3 separate regions of the Mus musculus genome follow, and regions 1 and 2 are each linked to region 3. A link is a contact called in public Hi-C and promoter capture Hi-C data. All regions are on one chromosome and are shown on one strand. Each heading gives the region's core, a stretch centred on a gene start, on an enhancer-like site or on the middle of the called end of the contact. The rest is flanking DNA. Distances are from core to core; before and after follow the strand shown.

The links. Promoter capture Hi-C pulls out the DNA fragments that hold promoters and counts their contacts. Hi-C and Micro-C count contacts between places; a contact is called where the count stands out from the background.
Region 1: a contact with region 3 is called in a Hi-C map of liver, with 1.7 times the contacts expected there. The contact joins the enhancer-like site here to the promoter of St3gal3 in region 3. A contact is called at or near these places in 8 of 39 promoter capture datasets (the 3T3-L1 cell line, cranial neural crest, embryonic stem cells and 5 more), 4 of 484 Hi-C or Micro-C datasets (embryonic stem cells, gonadal supporting cells and liver), 8 of 115 datasets of contacts at active chromatin or transcription factors (embryonic forebrain, embryonic stem cells, hepatocytes and 3 more) and 1 of 9 other capture datasets (pancreatic islet).
Region 2: a contact with region 3 is called in a promoter capture Hi-C map of trophoblast stem cells, with 2.3 times the contacts expected there. The contact joins the enhancer-like site here to the promoter of St3gal3 in region 3. A contact is called at or near these places in 10 of 39 promoter capture datasets (the 3T3-L1 cell line, embryonic stem cells, frontonasal cranial neural crest and 4 more) and 2 of 115 datasets of contacts at active chromatin or transcription factors (embryonic stem cells and pancreatic cancer cells).

Annotation. Positions count from the first base shown.
Region 1 is chr4:118,275,022-118,277,721 of GRCm38.p6, forward strand. It overlaps Ptprf (protein tyrosine phosphatase, receptor type, F), which reads right to left. Exons shown (of 33, transcript NM_011213.2): 3 at 2,328-2,463. The coding sequence starts at 2,418. Among named protein-coding and RNA genes, the nearest start is that of Ptprf, 15 kb to the right of the region's middle. Within about 2 kb of position 1,355, at least 163 of the 459 cell types and tissues checked have an H3K27ac peak or open chromatin away from gene starts, as enhancers often do. A contact at or near this core is called in embryonic forebrain, embryonic stem cells, hepatocytes and 6 more, where this site is marked.
Region 2 is chr4:118,318,640-118,321,339 of GRCm38.p6, forward strand. No RefSeq gene overlaps it. Among named protein-coding and RNA genes, the nearest start is that of Ptprf, 29 kb to the left of the region's middle. Within about 2 kb of position 1,317, at least 7 of the 459 cell types and tissues checked have an H3K27ac peak or open chromatin away from gene starts, as enhancers often do. A contact at or near this core is called in trophoblast stem cells, where this site is marked.
Region 3 is chr4:118,133,586-118,136,285 of GRCm38.p6, forward strand. St3gal3 (ST3 beta-galactoside alpha-2,3-sialyltransferase 3) reads right to left here and starts at 1,361. Exons shown (of 12, transcript NM_009176.5): 1 at 805-1,361.

The DNA.
Region 1 (2,700 bases), core at 105-2,604, 140 kb after region 3:
TCTTCACCTGGTTTCCACCATCAAGTCCCAGCCTGGTCTCTGTAACCAAATGACCAAGGTGCCAGCAGGAAGACCCTGGAACTCTGCCCTAAAGCAGCTCCTCTCACTCCCCACTCCTACGGTGGTCAGGACTGTCCTGCCCCTTCGCTTATTCACCAACCCCCTCTAGACCCGGAGCTGGAAATGTCTAAACTCTCAGCCTGCCAGGGCAGACAGACTGAGGGCGAAGCGCCACAAGAGCATATGAGGGCTGCAGAGGACCAGGGCATGACCACACTGCTGCTACAGGAAGCAGTGACAGTTGAGTCAGTTCTGGTCATGTAAAGGGAGGGAAAACATACCCCCTCCACACCTTGTTTGTTTTTGGAGACAGTCACGTAGCCCAGGCTTGTCTTCAACTTACTACAGAGCCAAGATCCCCTAGAACTCTTAATCCTCCTGCTTCCACCTCTCAAATGCTAGGGATACAGGCCCACGTCATCACACCTGACTGCGAGAGTGCAAACAGAAGGCATGAAGGATGCCTGGACACGGAGCTCTGTGCAGCCGAAAGGAGAGAGCACAGCGGGGCCGGTGGAGGGTAGGGTAGCAGAGAGTCAGACACTAAAGCTCACTCTCCAGGCAGTTGGGGAGCGAAGAGACGCAACCCAATTCCCACTGTAGACTAGAGACTGGGTTCAGAGGAATGGGACTGAGGCAGGGAACCATCAGAAGGTTCCCTGGTGCACACTCAAACTCAAGCAGAAGCTGAAGAAGGCTTGGCAGAAGGGGGCAGGGAGAGCAGAGAGTGCATTCCAAAGACACTCAGAAGCTAGAGGCCACAGAACCTGGGGACAGATCACACGGGGGGAAGAGGGGGGTGTGGAAGGGGGAGAGGAGCTGCCAGAAGGCCCAGCTTTTTGACTTGGTAACCAGGTGGACAGTAATGCCAGTCACAGAGAAAACCAGGGGGCAGGCAGGATGGTGGGACGGACGGGCGCAGGCTGGGGTGTGCTGGGTCAGAGGGAAGATAGAGAAGGCAGTTATTTTCCTAGGCCTCACTGTTTCTCAAAACTCAGTGGCATGTCTCCCCTGCTGTCAGGGCCCTGAGACAATCTGAGAAGAGTGACAACAGTCCTTCACCATGTCAATGCCAGTCACACACCTAGGGTGCTGGGCCCCAGATCACTTCCCTCTGCTGCCTCTGCAGCCCCAGCCAGGGCTAAGGATCACCTTCACACTACCCCTTTCTAAGGCTTTCCACCTGACTTCTCTTCTAGACCCCTAGCCCTGCACTCCACTGGCTAGACTCTCCAGAGAAAGGCCCTCTCCCTCCCATTCTCCCTTATCCAGGGCCCAGCCTCTGAGGACAAAGGGAGGGGTGCTCCAGGGCCACCCTCTTCTATGACTGGCTCCTGAATTATTAATGAGCCATTTAGATAGAGCCCTGGTGGGACAAGGCTCTTGTCTAGAGACCCAGAGGGGATAGAGGGATCCCTATGGCCTGCTATCCTGGGGTCTGACCCCTGGGTTGGCCCTGGACTGCCTCTGGGTTCAGGACAGGCTGGGAATAGCCCCTTCCCCCCAAGGGACCTCAGCTCCGACCTTGCCCCTCCCCCCAGTCTGCAGATTGGCTAAGCCTGTCCTGTGCTCCGCCTCCTACCAGTAACCAAGCAGTGGTAACCATGGTGACAGGGCGGGCTATGGCCAGTCTTATAGTGCCAGGCAGGGGGAAGGGCAGCAGCAGGGAAGAGACCAAAGTTCAGAGTTGGATTGGAGTAGGGGACAAATCATCCCCCCAACACACAAACACACAGACTCAGTTTCATTCCCTGCCCCCTCTCTCCTTCCTGCAAGCCAAGTGACAAGTCCTTCCCTATTTTCCAGGGACTGCAGGCCGCCTCAGGGAAGGATATGGGCAACTGCTTCTGAATCCTCCCTGGCTCTGCAGACATGTCTGGTGCCCTGCTTCCTTCTGCTCGGGGCCTTCTACAGAGATCTGCAATGTGGACAAAGTACATGCCTATGCACGTCACACAAAGATCACATGAATCCAAGACACGGCTCCCCAGCTCTATATAACAGGGTCACGCTTAGACATGCAGCACTCTGCAGAGCCTAAGGGATACCCAGGTGCTCAGCAGGATGTTCAGAGGAAGTAGGAGCACGTACTCCTTAGAAGAGGGCTTTCCCAGTGCAGGTCTCTAGGGCAGGAGGACTAGTGGGTTATCTATGGTCATCCTGTTTCTTCTTCCTGGGACCTGGTCCGGTATTGCATTTTAGAGACCTGCTAGGAGCTAAGTCGATTTTCAACATGATGTATCTGTATGATGAGGAGTCAGACTTACTGTCGCCATGAGCACCTGCCATCAAACCAAGCATCACGAGAGCAGGCACAAGGGGCACCATCCTCCTCCCTGGGGCTGGCTCGGGAGCCATCCAGGGTTCTAGCTCCACAGCCAGCCACAGCCTAAGACAATCCACCTGTAATGGAGAGAAAGGCAGAGCCAATTAGCCAGTGTCCCCCTGAGTCCCCACTGCACATGCTCTTCCCCACCCCACTCCCACCCACCCTCACTGCCCATTCAGACAGTTCAGCAGTCCCACACTGGACCATGCAATGGCTACCCAAACTCCCTCACCACTGAAGGTCAACCATCCTATGGAAAGAGTGCAGAGACCTTCAGGGCATCCTCTAAGCGCCAGGAGGGGGAAGAAAGC
Region 2 (2,700 bases), core at 67-2,566, 190 kb after region 3:
TAGTCTCAAAAAAGTAGACTTTTATGAATGATCTATCCACGTGGGCATGGAAGAACTCAGGATGCAGGCGTGAGGAATAATGAACCCAGGTTCAAAGCCATCACAAGATGAGAGGCTGTATGTAGACAGTCCCTCGGGTGCTTAGACTATCTGTGGGATACTTTTTGTTGCCTTGATGATTGAAGTATAACATTGACAGCCAGTGGTCAGGTATCAAGGATACTGGATGTTGCAGGCCACTTCTGGGCAGTGAAGGATTGTCTTACATGCTACCTGCCTTTGGAATATTCTGCTGGACTTTCATTCAAGTGAATAAACTGGTTTGTTACAATCCAAAGCTCGACCCTAACTCTGTGTTATGTAACAGTGTGCTCTGCCTTCCAAACAATGTGACCCTGGAAGTTGCAGCCTCTGAAACAAGGTGGCATGTGGTGGCACATGCTAGCAATCCCAGTACTTGAGAAGCAGAGAATCAGGAGCTCTAGGCCAGTCTGTGATGCTTAGCAAGTTCAAGACCCTAGTAACATAGAGGAGCACTGTTGGTTTTTTGTTTTTGTTTTTGTTTTTGTTTTTTGTTGTTGTTTTTTAAGGAGAAGAGAAGAAGGAGGTGGAGGAGACAGGGTGATGTCAAGGGGACTCCATGTGTTCAAAAGTATCTCTAACCTGTTCCAGGCTTTTGAGCATAAGTGGTCGAGGGTGGGGCTCATTGGTAGAGCATTTTCCTGGGCCCTGTATTTCAGATACAGCCAGGGAACTGGGAATGTACCCAGTCTCCCTTAAACTCAAAGTGATTGCTCCTCAGCCTCAAATCATATTGAGGGGAGAAGTTCTGCTCACCGGCTCTTTGGAATGGCAGGAAGCAAATGACATGATGTGATTCTGTGTAGCTCTTACTCAGCGCATCCTTACTGCAAGGTGGAGCCCCCCCCACCCCCCCGCCAAATAAAAAAAGCGCCATCTGAGACCAGTGTCCTCAAAGCTTTGTGTAGAGCAAGTACGAAGTGCCCCGACTCCTCCATCACTGCTCTCGGCGGCACAAAGGCAACTCTCCTAGAAAAACAGCTACAAGACAGAGGGACAGGCTGTGAGGGAGACAGCCCTAGAAAGCCACTGGCTGTGAGACGTGAAGCATGCAAGAAACCCTTCACACAGTGTTTGTCTTCACAGTAGCATTTCCTTCTTCCTGTCTGTAACACCTGCCATTCCTCTAGGGAAACGTGCAGGAATGAAGGTCATTGTGCTGCCCTCCCTAACAGATTGCCCCAGACCCTCAGGGAGAGGCGGACCCAAGCCTTGGCCAATCAAAATGCTCCATGTCTTGGCCAAGTGGTAGGGACAGGAGACCTGAGAGAGACAGGTTCCCAATTGTCTGGGTTTTGAGTACATATGTACAGATGTCGAGAGAAACGAGGGAGAGAGAGAGAGAAAAAAAAAGAGTGCTTTTTCTCCTGGTGTTGCTAAGCTGAGACTATGCGCATTTGGAGCTGTGGGTACCTATCTCCCCTGGCAACATGGAGGAAATCCATCTAGAGCTGGAAAGAACAAGATCAACACTCAGAGGGGTGCAGCGGTAGCTCTGTCAGCGGGGAGACTCAGGATCCAGCTGAGTGTGATGCCACACTTGCCCACAGGCAACCCAGCCAGCCATCTTGGAAAACCACTCCACATTTATTTGTTTGTTTGTTTGTTTGTTTGTTTGTTTTTTGCTGGATTTTATTTGAGATGGATTGCAAGTTGAAAGAAGTCTTGGCTTCTACAAAAAGCATCAACTCACCTATTAAGCATGTATCGAGTGTGCACTATCTACCAGGCATTCGCTGACCTGCATACTAGAATTACAAGAGTAATCAGCTGGCGGGCGGTGTGGCTCAGTAGCAGAGCAGTTGACTATTCTGCAAGAGCTCCTGGCTTCCATAAGCAGCATTAGAAAAAGAAAAAGAAAAAGGATTTGGTCCTTCCTGTCACAGATGGAATCAGGGTGAAAATAATTTCACAATCAATTAATCTAATAATTCTAAGAAGTGCTACAGAAGCATTTTTGTAAAATTAAACTTCCAGGAGGCCAGGAACCTTAGTCACTTTTGTTGACAGATCCTCTAGAACAGTGCCTGGTACACTTAGTAGCCACTCAATAAATACATGTTGTAAACAATGAATGGAAGATAAATATTTAGGGTCAGGGCTAGAGAAATGGCCCAGCTGTTTAGAGCACATGTTGCTCTCTAATGAGCCTAAGTCTTAGATACTGACAGCAGGGAGCTCACAACCACTTGTAACCCCAGCTCCAGAGGGATCTGCCGTCTCTAGCCTCTTCACGCAGCCATGGCACACATCCCACACAGGCACACATACACACATACATACACATGGCTAAAAAGAATTCTTTTTGTTTGTTGGTTTTTGAGACAGAGTCTCACTCTGTAGCCCTAGCTGGCAGGGAGCTTGCTATGTAGAGCAGGCACACACCTGGTGCCCTTCAGAGTGGGGTGCTACATCACAGATGGTTGTGAGTCACTATGTGGGTGCTAGGAACCAAACCTGGGTTCTCTGTAAGACCAACAAGTAAGTGCCCCTAACCACAGAACCAATCCTCCAGACCCCTAAATATAAACCCATGAGACAGGGTTTTGCTATGTAGCCTTAGCTATCCTGGAACTCACTTAGTAGACCAGGCTGCCCTCCAACTTAGAGGAGGGCACC
Region 3 (2,700 bases), core at 111-2,610:
CACTAGTCTCTAGGAACACACTTGCTTTGCTTCATCATTAATAACTTGTTAGGAGACACAGACATCAGATTAGCGAAATGGAGCAACCAACACCACTTTATATTTCAAAATGTCTGTTATTTTAGGAGACTATATGAAACTCCCATCTGGTCATAAGGTTTTACTCCAATTTTTAATCCTCCAATCTTTCTTCTTTTCCTTTCTTCAGTCTTTTGAGACTGGGTCTTGCTATGTGGCTCTTGTTGACACGGTTTTATTATTCTATGTAGCCCAGGCTGGCCTCTGAAGCAATCCTCCTGCTTCAGCTTCTGAGTGCTATTACAGGTGTGCACCTACTACCCCGGGATCCAATTCCTCTGAGTCTTTAATTGAAAGTTTAGGGACACAAGTGGAATTGTCATGATGTCTACTGTGCTACATGTCAGGAACCTAACTCTAACTCGTGGCTTTTCCTTCCTTCTCAGCCCATTATCTATAGTGCTAATAATTCAAAGGACCTCAGAGAAATGTGTTAAGCACTCTTTGCTTTCTGGGATAGCAGCCGGCTCCCTTCATCGGTCACTCCCTAGGTTAATTACAGTGACTCAGTTTTACCACCTCCCCGTACTCTAGAGAAACAGACAAAAATTAAATTTATTGAGGAATCATAAAAATGGGTGCTACTGTAAAAAGGAGTCTAAACACATCTGTGGGACATCCGCCTAACCAAATCTACCGTCCTCACTAAGCTTTTCTCTCGCAAACAAGACCACTGAGAAGACAATGAGGAAGCACTCCAGAAGAAAGGGTAGCGAGAAGACGTACTTTGATAAACTGACCCGGTCGCTCCGAGGAGGATCTGGCCCCGGGGAAGGCAGAGATGACAACCGCTACTCTTGGTGACTCCCGCTAGGCTTTCCCCGGACTTTCTTGCGCTTGTCCCACAGCGGGTCCCGGGTGACCGTGACCCTCCTTTGCGCTCAGACTCGCGCGCCTGGGACACTGCACACAGGTGACCTCGGCGCGCTCGGCCCGGCTCGCGCGGCCCTCTGGCAGGCCTGGCCCCCACCCGGGCCCGGGCTTTGGTCCCCAGCGCGGCTCGGGCCGGTCTGGCCGGGGGAGGGGCGCGGCGGCCGAGAGCTGCTTCGGGGACGCAGGGCAGGCCTTACCGCAGCAGAGAGGGAGGCCGGGGGCGGGTGGCGCCAGGGCGCACGCAGAGCGCGGAGGCAATTGCAGCGCGAATAGCGGGGACAGCCGAGGGGACCCCAGAGGGAGCCCAGGACGCGGCAAGCTGCACGGGCGCCGCCATGGTGGGGACGCAGCGGCGGGACCACCAATCCTGCGGTCCGCCTCGGCGGCCGCGCCGGGGGTCGGGCATCAGCAGCCAATGGGAGCACCGGAACCGGGCGGGGCGCCAGGCAGGCCAATGCGAGGCTTCGCCGCAGGGTTGGGCGGGCCCGGACCCCGGAGACCCAATGGAAGCCAGAGGCCGAATCCATCCCCTCCCCATCCCCGGGCTATAGCTGGGGCTTGGGAGGAGCGCTGCGTGGAGCTGCGGTGCGTGGGGCTGCCCGGCTGCGGTCAGGTTTCCTCTGCTTCCCAGAGGAAGTCTTCTGTCCCTACTTCACCACTCTGCTGTCAGCCCCTGACGCTGGTGGTAACCTCTAGAACGCCTTCTGAAGCCCTATCCAATCCCGTGAGGGTAAGAGGCCTGCTAAGTTCAGGCGTGACCTCGAAGAAAGGTCGCAGATAGGCCACAAAGCCACCCCACATACCCAGTTCAGGAGGTCGCGCCCTCATTCTGCAGCGGAGTGCATTATCCTAAGGCAGAATTTAATACAGAATTTTCCCAAAGAGGAGGTGGGGACATAACTTGGCACTCTCAGATGCCAATCTTATACAAGGTATACAAGACATAAGTTTCTGCTTTGGCAAAAAGCTGAAGTGCAGTCTTTGGCTGTGGTGGGTCATGAACCCAGACTAGACTACACTGGCCAGGAAGTGCCTAAGGCAGACCCAACTTTGAAGTTGAGCAAGTTTAAAGCCCCAGGCCATCCCCAGCACCAGAAAAAAAAAAAAAAACAAAAACAAAACCACAGGCCAGTTTTATGAGACTTGGGAAAGTCCCATAGCTTTTTATGAACTGGGAATTTTCTTATAATAGGCCAAAAATATTTTTGAATGGTTGACTTAACTAATCATGGTAGTGGTGGTACGTACTTAACTACTCTCTAAACTGAAGCAGGATTAAACATTCAACAACTTTGTGGGTCTCAGTATCTTTGGGTTTTGTTTTGGTTTATTTTGTTTTTGTTTTAGTGTCTGCATGAATGTATGTCCCAGTGCCTGTGTATCCCAGAAGGCCTCATAGCCCCTGGAACTAGAGTTACAGACAGTTGCAAGCCACCAAGTGGACAGTGACAACTGAACCTGGGTTCCCCAGAAAAGTATTCTTAAGGGCTAAACTATCTCTCCATCCCACAGTGGGCTCTTCTTAGGGACAAAAAAGTAGAGAGGGCTGTCGGGTATAGCTTGGCAGTAGTACGTTTGCCTCAAACATTCAAAGGCTTGAATTCAATCCTCAACTCCCATAGAGCTGGGATTACACCAGGCACGAGATTATCCGGTCCTTTAGCAAGGCTGAGGTAATGAGACTCATGGGGAGGAACTACGGGTGCCTGAGGAAGTTAAGTTTTCCTCTCTTCCACGAACGCTCAGCCC